Linked DNA regions of Hordeum vulgare: region 2 is linked to region 1. Evidence: chromatin contacts called from public Hi-C data. All regions are on one chromosome and are shown on one strand. The core of a region is the stretch at or near the end of the contact, and the rest is flanking DNA. Distances in the headings are between cores, read along the strand shown. Region 1 holds the start of LOC123443775 (serine/threonine-protein kinase PBL34-like). Region 2 holds the start of LOC123443778 (mitochondrial outer membrane protein porin 3).

Region 1 (4,870 bases), core at 818-3,317:
CTGCTTCAACCACTACGGAATGCCCTATTACCAACAACCTGCAAACTTAACCCCACAAGTGTAAGCCACGCCCTTTTATACTAACAATTTAACAGCAGGCCCCCGAAATAGTTGCTGGAGCAGCAGCCTATCACAGATACCGCTCGATCTTAGCAAACCAAAGCGAGAAGACATGAGATTTTTGACAAAATCGGACGGCAATGTGGCCATGTGTAAGTGTATGGAATTAAATCCAATTCTGTACCAAACATGACAATATGTCCAGAGTTTATGCAGCAGATGACTTTGTGGAGTCATACATTTTAGAAATGTGGAATGTTTTAGGTGCAACTCAACTGAATCAAATAGTCTGCTTGAACATTTGAAAACAAGATATAAGTTTTCTCACTGAAGTGAGCTTTAATGCTAAAGGTATAACACTAATAACACAATAAAAATTGATTTATAAGAAAATAGAGTGTGTGACAATTTGAAGTGACATGGTACAAAGATTATGACATAACCATCAATTGGAAGCACTCTTTATATTTTAGTTTGTGTCCATATACCATAACTATAACTAGTGTTTCCTGCTTGAGCATTTCAATTGATACTTCATTTGGACGTATCCGTTTGTTCATATTCTGAAGCATGCATAAATAGAACCCTAAATGTTAAATCTTGCAACAAAAGTTGCCTAACGTACTTAATTACAGAGAAATATCAAATATGCATAATACCACGTGGCCAAATGGTAATTAATTGTATGTGTCTAAAAGCGTACGGACAAAAATAGACAAGCACTGAATTTAACGACATTTGAGCGTCGCTTCAGCTCCTCCTAGTCAGTAATCACCACTCCTGCAGCAACAAAACATCACCTTGCATTTTACCTGAGGTACTCCTGCTTCAACCACTACGGAATCCCCTATTACCAGCAACCCGCAAACTTAACCCCACAAGTGTAAGCCACGCCCTTTTATACTAACAATTTAACAGCAGGCCCCCGAAATAGTTGCTGGAGCAGCAGCCTATCACAGATACCGCTCGATCTTAGCAAACCAAAGCGAGACGACATGGGATTTTTGACAAAATCGGACGGCCAAGGGGGACGAGAACTGAAGATCCAATGGCTGTCATCGCTAATAGCCTGAGATGGATGGAAAGTTGTACGGTTTTAATGTCTCTAAATGGGTTATGGCAGCACTCAAACATGGCACAACATTCAGTTTACATCATCTCATGATGTACCAGCGCACGTAAATAAAGCAGAAACATCTCATCCCAAGCCACCCCACACCATACCAACCACCCTTAAATACCACCCACCAGAGCACAGCAACACATCCAATTTCATCATACAACGCTCCCATCGCCATCAACTTAACTTCAAAAGATATAGAATAAAAAAGTTCAGGCATCTGCCATCTTGAGTGCTCAAAGACAAGACACACAGCACCCGAGCAATCAATCAAACGTACGGGCAAGCACCAGGTATTAACAGACGCGAAAGCCTAGGCGGCTGGTAGTGCTGGAGAGCAGGGAAGCAGACCGGGAAGTAAACACGATGTCTGGTAGGAGTGAGAGCATTTTACCGCTGGCGTTGGCGCAGGCTCCGCTGGTGGAGGAGTCGACCTTGGAGCCCGACGACATGCATCCGCCGCCCAGTCGCGGTAGCCGGATCCAGCAACCAGTCGGAGGCGCCGCGTCCTCCTCGTCCATTGCCGCCTCCTTCCCCTTCCGCCGCCTCACATCCTGGCCCCGCCGCGTCCCCTCCTTCCCCATCTCCTATCCAACCCACCCGCCGCCGCCGCCCCGCGCACCGACCGACAGAGAAGACCTTCAGCAGCAGCGTCCCCATTGCTTCTCGGCGCGGCAATGGAAGCCGCCCGCGCGGCCTCCGGCGGAAGAGGAGGCGAGCATCGGGACGAGCGGAAGGGAGAAGCAGGGAAGGAACTAGCGAGAGAGTGTGAAGAGGGGTGGGGGTGTCGGGGCAGGGGAAAGGGTAGGCTGCAGGAAAGGATTCGGGTTCGGGCAGTGCGGGCAAGGTAGTGGGAATTTGGCAAAAGACCAAAGACCGAGGGCTGGGCGACGAGGAAGGAGGAGGCTGCGACCGGAACGCTGGTCGCTTCTTTATGGCCGCCTTCCACACAGCCACACAGGAGCGCCCGTTTCTGATACGATTTAGCCCAACGCCCCTATGAAAAATACACAGTTTTTTCTTTCTTTCTTTTTTCACGAATACGCAAAGATTATTTATCATTGCATTGATATGACAGGTAAAAAAGTACAGTTCTCGGTTACAAGACCCACGCATATACAGCCGACATGGGTCAAAAAAGACACGGGTTGCTCGTCCCGGGTACATCAAAAGAGTTCTACCTTTTAGAAATCATGATTGCCAAGCCGTTGGCGCCGGCGCTAGCCCATAGGCGCACGTCTTCTTGAATGCGCTGTAATAGTCTCGTGGCTGAAGGTGATCGAAGATACAACCGTTCCTATGCTTCTAGATTGTCGATGGAGTGAGTGCGATGATGGAGTTGAGCTCTTTTGGGAGGGCGGCGGGGGATGTGGAGCATGCGGTAGTCCACCATTCCACGAACGGTGTGTCCGGGCTCGGGATCATAGCAGTCGAGCAACACCATGAGAGGACCTCGTGGCATACATGTCGCGAGAACGGGCAGGCAGCGAACAGATGATGTATGTCTTCGGTAGCCTGATCGCTGAGTGCACACATGTCGTTGTGTGGCAGCCCATGTCGAGCGAGGCGGCCCGCCGTCCAACAAAGATCCTCCAAAGGCAAGCCACATGAAGACCATGATGCGTGGGGGGGGGGGCAATTCTTCCATGTTAACTTCCACGATGCATCAAGCGTAGAGCCGTGGAAGAGGGTCAGGTAACAGGATTTGGCCGAGTACATGCCGGACTCCGTCCACCTCCAGCGCAGCTCGTACGGGCCAGCCTTAAGAGTTCTATGACGCATCATGCGTCAGAGTTCAACGTACTGCACAAGGGCCGCAGGGCCCAGGGCGCCAGCAATGTCGCACACCCAAGTGCGTCCAGGTAGCCGCTCTGTCACCGTCCGGTCTCGACGACTGCGTTTAGGGACCAGCGCATAGACTAGCGGTGCGAGCTCTGAGATGGCCTTGCCATCAAGCCAGGGGTCGGTCCAGAATTTGCAAGTCCGCCCATCTCGTACCTCCCAGGAAGTGGAGGCGCGGAATATCTCCAAGGCCGCGGGGTCGTGTGGGAGGTGAAGCTGGCTCCAGGGGCACGACGCGTCGGTGCGCTGGAGCCATAGCCACCGCACATGTAGCGCAACACCGGTGCACTGCAGGTCACGAATCCCCATGCCTCCGAGGAAAGCAGGGCGGCACACGTGGTCCCAGTTCACGCGACACTGTCCATCTTGCGCGTCCTTGAGCCCAACCACAAGAAACCACAGATGATCCGGTTCACACGTGTGAGGATGGTCTTGTTGATGGCGATGGCGACTAGGATATGGATGGGCATGGGGGAGAGGACATGCCGACAAAGGGCGAGGCGGTCCCCAAGAGAGAGCATGGAACCGAGCTAAGTAGAGAGATTCTTCTCCGATCGCTCGACAAGCGGCATCAGGTACGATGTGGATGGCTTGCAGACGGATGGCGGGAGGGTGAGGTACCTCACCGGGAACTAGGCGATTGGGCAGGACATCTCGGTCGCGATCGTGTTGACGTGCTCGTTGATGCAGCGGATGGGTGAGGTGCAGCACTTGGCGAAGTTTGTGCGAAGGCCCGAAGCCATGCCAAACGTGTCGAGCACGCCTCAGACGGTGCGGATATCATGGGCATCGGGGTGGCAGAAGATGACGACACCGTCCGCGAAGAGAGAGACACTGGATGCCAGGTGCCTCGTAGTCAGCCTGTGAAGGCAGCCCTGCTCGATGTCCCGTTGAATAGCAAGTTGAGCACATCGATGACAAGGACGAAGATCATCGGGGAGACGGGTCCCCCTACCGGAGTCCACATGCATGCTGGATTAGTGGCCCGGGGACGCCGTTGACGAGCACCCTCCTAGACGATGTGGAGAGCAAGATGGATATCCACTCGCGCTAGCAATCCCCGAATCCAAGGTGCCGCAATGCATCAAGGAGGAAAGGCCATGACACTAAGTCGAACGCCCTCGCAATGTCGAGCTTGAGTAGCATCTACGACGCCTTGAGGTTTGATAACCCACAAGTGTAGGGGATCATTTGCAGCCTTTTTCGATAAGTAAGAGTGTCGAACCCAACGAGGAGCTAAAAGTAGAATTAATATTCTCTCAAGTTCTATCGACCACCGATACAACTCTACACGCGCAAACGCTTACTTTACCTAGAACAAATATGAAACTATTTTGCAGAAAAATAAAGAGCAAGTAAAAAAAGTTTGGGACTGTTTAGTAGAAAGCCTTTTTTGTGTAACGCAAGAAAAAGATTGTCCATAGGCAATTTAATATAACATGAAAAATACTTATTATGTGCAATGAGGGAGAGGCATACGCTAACACACTTTCCGTACTTGGATCATATGCATTTATGGTTGGACCTCTAGCAAGCATCTGCAACTACTAGAAATAATTAAGGTAAACCCAAACATAGCATTAAACATCAAGTCCTCTTTACTCCCATACGCGCACAACTGCCTTACTTGGGTGTAAGCTTCTGTCACTCTCGCCACCCACTATAAGCGAATCATAAACATATTGCAAACCCTCCAGCGTGTATCCTTCACGTCTGCGCCCCACGGAAGGAACCTTAGACAACACCATATCAACAGACAACTCATATCGCAATTAACCCATCGGACAAAACGGATCTACTCAAACATCATAGGATAGCCACATATCATTGGGAAATAGTATGTAGTGT
Region 2 (4,870 bases), core at 987-3,486, 560 kb before region 1:
GGAAACAGATTATGTGGACAAAGGAGGAATTCAAGATCAAAATGAATGCACCAAGAGATGGCCTGGGGCCATGTTATTCCAATCCAGCAGAACTGTTTTTCTTTCCAAAACATTGGTCCCAGCCATGCATCTCAAGGCTTTAGCACCAATGACAAACCAACTTTTGTGCTCTTCTCAATTGCCTTGGTGTCAACCTCGCCGGAGATGGTGACGAGTGACTTTGGTCGCCATTCATGCTGGACAAGGGCACTGGCCATGCCATAATTGTTGAAGCGTGCCTTCACACTGGTGTGCGGGTCCAATGAGTGCTGCGATCCAAATATCAATGTGCTCTCGTTCCTTGGGAAGTTGTGGGACAGCTCTGCTCCAACAGCAGTGCTTGAATGTGACTTTACTAAGTGGTAGTAAGACGCAGTCAAGGTGTCACCATGATTGTTCCTGGATGAGATTTGAAAGTTCATTACCAGAGCAAATGCTACTATAATATCGATGAAGCACCTCACTTGACACCTCAGTATGGAACCAGATTGCTAATCAGCATTATCTATCAATCTTGAAAGAATTACTACATATGATAGCTGCGCATAGAGAAGATACTTACAGGTGGAGTGAAGCAATAAGATCCGGATATGCGAGGCTTAAAGCAGCATTGTACTTAGTGAAATTGCTAGTTGCCGTGTCAAATGAAACGTCAACACCAACTGATAGTTCTTTGCTTCCGAATACACCAGAAAGGTTAACCATAGGGCTGGGGTTCAGCCCAACACTTGCATTCACACTGGCGAATTCATGGAGATACTGGAGTTCAAGCTGTCAAGGCAGAAAAATACAAATTAAATCTCCTATCGCGGTGATCACCATATTGCAGATTAGAAGTTTAAGCAAACGGAGTGATAAGAAAACTATACCTTCCCTGACCTCTGGTCTGGAACAACCAAGCTGAGAATTGATTTGAGCCCTGGAGTTGCAAACTCATCAACTGTGAATGTTGTCAGAAGCTGGAAGATGTGAAATATTCATCAGCGAATCAAACAAATCTCGAGAACTGTACATTGCTGTGAATTAATATTATGAAGCATAACAGAAAAGCCAAATATGTGAGAAATAACATCAAGGAAAAACAAGCAATCAGATGTTTATACATGATTCATGTGAGAGAAAAAGGGAGAGTTGGAGCAGAGGCGGCTTACATCTGACTCTGAGTTTGCTTTGATATCAACTGTCAAGTTCTTGTTCTTAAGCTGGGTCTGAAGCTCGCCAAAGATTGACTCGTTTTTCCTAGTCCCTGCAGCTGTGATTGCCTGTAGGTAAACCAAAATCATTAATATGTAGTAGCGCTAGCGCACAAATACTAGACAGAGACACGGTTACCGAAGCCATACAGGTAAAACCAAACCATCAATATGGAGCGCATAAATCATATCGAGAGACATGGTTACCTAAGCCATCATGAGTTCATCTCCTCAAGAAATGCTTCGTCTAAAGGAATCAAAAGATGCACAATCCGTGGAAGGGAAAATAGGGAAGTTCTGGCAGCTCGCTGCGAGAGTGAAGAGATGGTCCCTAAATAGAGATTTAATACCCTGGTATGGTAACACATGAGGGTCCATCCATAGTCACACGGAATGAGAAGAGCTCGACAGAGTGGCACACGGCGGCGATCTGTGTCGGCAGGGCAACGGCGGTACAGAGGCACAAAATAGAGATCGGCGGGGCCTGATTCTAACATGCATTTGCAGAGTAAGTAGTGGATCAATGTGGGGAATGCGACGCGGACCGTAACCGAGACGCTGCTCTACGGGACACAAAATAGTGAGATCGCTACGGAAGAAGCGCGGGGGAGAGGATGATAGTGGTACTCACGACGCCCTCGGGGGTGCATGTGGTGAGGGTGAACTTCTGGTGCGTGCAGTAGTCCCTGTAGAGCAGATCTGCGTGCAAACCATCACATGACAGCATCATCAAGATCGGCACCGGAGAAGCAATCAGAATCAGAATCAGAGGAGGGAAGAGAGGCTGGCGGCACCTCTGGTCTTCTTCCCGATGTCGGTGTAGAGGCCCGGAGCCATGGCGGCCGGCGACGGAGACGAATTGGTGGTCAGTGGTGGGGAGAAGAGAGCGGGAGAGAGATCGCAGGGAAGAAGCGGCAGCGCCGTGCGGAGGCTGCGGCGACCAGTTAAAATGGAGTCGTGGCAGATCTTGCCCCTACCGTTTCCACTTTACAAAATGTCTGTGTTTCCCGTGATTTTGGATGATTCGTGTGCTCGTGTCGCGTCGTGCTGGGCGGGACCGAGCAAGCTGTCGTGGGACCCCCGCGTCGGCAACGTGGAGGGAGAGGGACCTCGTCACCCTCCTCATGCCGCGCGTGGCGTGGTGGTGGATCGGAGGACTATTTCTTTTCTACTCCGTATTTTTTCAAGAAAAAATATACTGTACTACTCCCTCCGTACCTAAATATAAGTCTTTTAAGATATTTCATTAGGTGTCTACATACGGAGCAAAATGAATGAATCTAAAGTATGTCTATATACATCCGTATGTAGTCCATTAGTTGAACCTCTAGAAAGACTTATATTTAGGAACGGAGGGAGTAGTTGCGCGCGAACCACGGGGTTAGATGATGGCTAAGGTGGTTATTGCAGGTGACTGAAAAACAAATTCTGGCTGATATCAAAGGTGATTCCGGAGGCTCTTACCCATCATTAAAGACTTTATTCTTAGGTCTAGTTATTTTGGTAGTTGTTCACTTGGGTTCGAATGTATAACTTTAAATTCTGAAGCTCATAGTCATATCAGACATGCCGTTTTGCTTGATCGGGGTCGCCATTTGCTATCCCCCACCTATGCTTGATTGTATTTCCCCCTAGGGTTTACCCTTGCTCCGACGAGCTACATCGGAGTCCATTAGGGTTCTTTGTCATTCATCTGTATGGCGTAGCCACTGCTTCTCACAGATGGTGACGATGGGGAGAAGAAGGTAGACGAATGTGAGGATATTCATGAAGATAAGTCGTATCTTGGAGGAAGCGCTGTCTCACTTCAGGAGAAGAAGGATGATGAGAGGAGAAGGAAGTAGATACAGATGAAGATCCGAGGAGAAGGAGGAGGAGTATGGGTAGGGGCCCTAGAACCAAGCCTAAAGGATCCCTTTAAAGGCCTAAACCTATGCGGTAAGGAGGAGACCGATCTTGATTTCGGAGAGGAACTTGAAGAGTTGATCAACGAAGTTAGATGGTTGGCTATTTTCAAGGTTCATATCATTCATGCTTTCAGCCATGCGCCATTGTTTAATGCTATGTGTACGACATGGTTGTTGGTCAACAGATCACATTAAAAATGTTGGGATCAAATTTGTTCTTGTCCAATTTCATTCGTGCCACCTTCAAGCATCACGGGAAACTCTAGGTCCAGTTATTCGGACCACGCGACGACGTTTCGGTGTCGTTCTCCTTCGTTGAGGCACTGTCTTGTTTGCTCGTTGCATCCTTAGCGATGTATTTAGAGATGGTGGTTGCCATATTGGTTTGGTTTGGCTACTTCCCAAGTTTAGCTATGTTTTTTTGTCGAGCATCACATGCCTCTTTGCTTCGCGCACCATGTTCATGCCTCATGCGTTCATTCCATTTTTTGTACCGCCTATTGTATTCACCCTTAACTTATTCTATCAATGGAATTATATGCAAGCTATGCGCATTTGCGAAAAAATGTTGCTTGGGTTATTGGAAGAGACATGGATATGGTCCCTTGGCTGTTCCGTGGTGCAACAGTTGTTATATAGGAGTATGATGGGTTTAGTAATGTGAATAATTACAAGTTGGACACAATTCCCCTTTGGACAAGAATTCAGGGGGTGCCTGATGGACCAATGAGGAAGAAGGAATTGTGGGAGAAAGTGGCAAGCAAGGTTGGGGAACCACCTATCATAGTGATTGTCAATTAAGGCACTATAAATCAAGTTTCTCAGAGCTAAGGTCTATCTTGATGTCAATAGCGTGTTGTTCAAATTTATGTTGATAAAAATAAAGGAGAGGAAGAAATATCCAGTTTTATATGAGAACTTTCCTGATTTATTCTTCTTTTGTGGTTCGATGGGGTCATGTAGTAGACGAATGTGGAGATGGAGTTCATGAACAAGAAAAATACGAGTGGGGTGATTGGCTTAGATAGAACTTTGGCACAACTATTGCAAGACAAGATGCTGGTAGAGCGGGCGGTGATAAAGTGACAAGGGGTCGTGAGAGAGGCTAGGGAAGAGGAGATCATGGTCTAGGAGATGGGAGTGGTAGAAGTGGGTGTGGGGGAGCATGAAGAGGTAGAGGTGAGTGGAATGACACGAATAATGATGGTTTGGGTTTTACTCAGCACAATCAAGCAAATGATCTTGACAAAAATAAAATTTCTAGGAAGCGTCTTGTGTCATAAATGAAGCACTCAATATGTAGGGACAAGCACTACCAAACATGGCAGACAAAGTGGCGGGGACCATGTTCATGATTCAAAGCAATGCAACAAGCACTGAGGGAGCATCGACATTGGATACTTTGGGCAAGGTACCTATTGTCAAGAGAAAGAGGCAAGGAAATGGTGAAGAGGGGATGATTGTGATATGATGAATGAGGCAGACTCCAAAGCGGAGGACCGGCACGCGAAATGAGGACCCTATGTTGGAACTTACATGGGATTGGCGACCCTGCAACACTTCGAGAGCTCTGCGGGCTGATATGTCTCCAATGTTTTTTTTATTGTTTCATGCTACTTTTGTATCAATCTTATATACTTTAAAGGTCATTTTATATCATTTTTTGGGAATCAACATATTAACCTAGCGTCGAGTGCTATTTCATGTTTTTGCTTGTTTTTCATTTTCCAG

What was found. Hi-C and Micro-C count contacts between places; a contact is called where the count stands out from the background.
Region 2: a Hi-C map of seedling shows a contact between it and region 1, with 2.5 times the contacts expected there. The contact joins the promoter of LOC123443778 here to the promoter of LOC123443775 in region 1. A contact is called at or near these places in 3 of 6 Hi-C or Micro-C datasets (leaf and seedling) and 1 of 1 datasets of contacts at active chromatin or transcription factors (embryo).

Annotation. Positions count from the first base shown.
Region 1 is chr3H:334,599,685-334,604,554 of MorexV3_pseudomolecules_assembly, reverse strand. It overlaps LOC123443775 (serine/threonine-protein kinase PBL34-like), which reads right to left and starts at 2,067. Exons shown (of 6, transcript XM_045120303.1): 1 at 1,575-2,067. The coding sequence starts at 1,764.
Region 2 is chr3H:335,163,523-335,168,392 of MorexV3_pseudomolecules_assembly, reverse strand. It overlaps LOC123443778 (mitochondrial outer membrane protein porin 3), which reads right to left and starts at 2,236. Exons shown (of 6, transcript XM_045120305.1): 1 at 2,027-2,236; 2 at 1,864-1,931; 3 at 1,191-1,301; 4 at 909-998; 5 at 602-810; 6 at 1-438. The coding sequence starts at 2,069. The coding sequence ends at 132.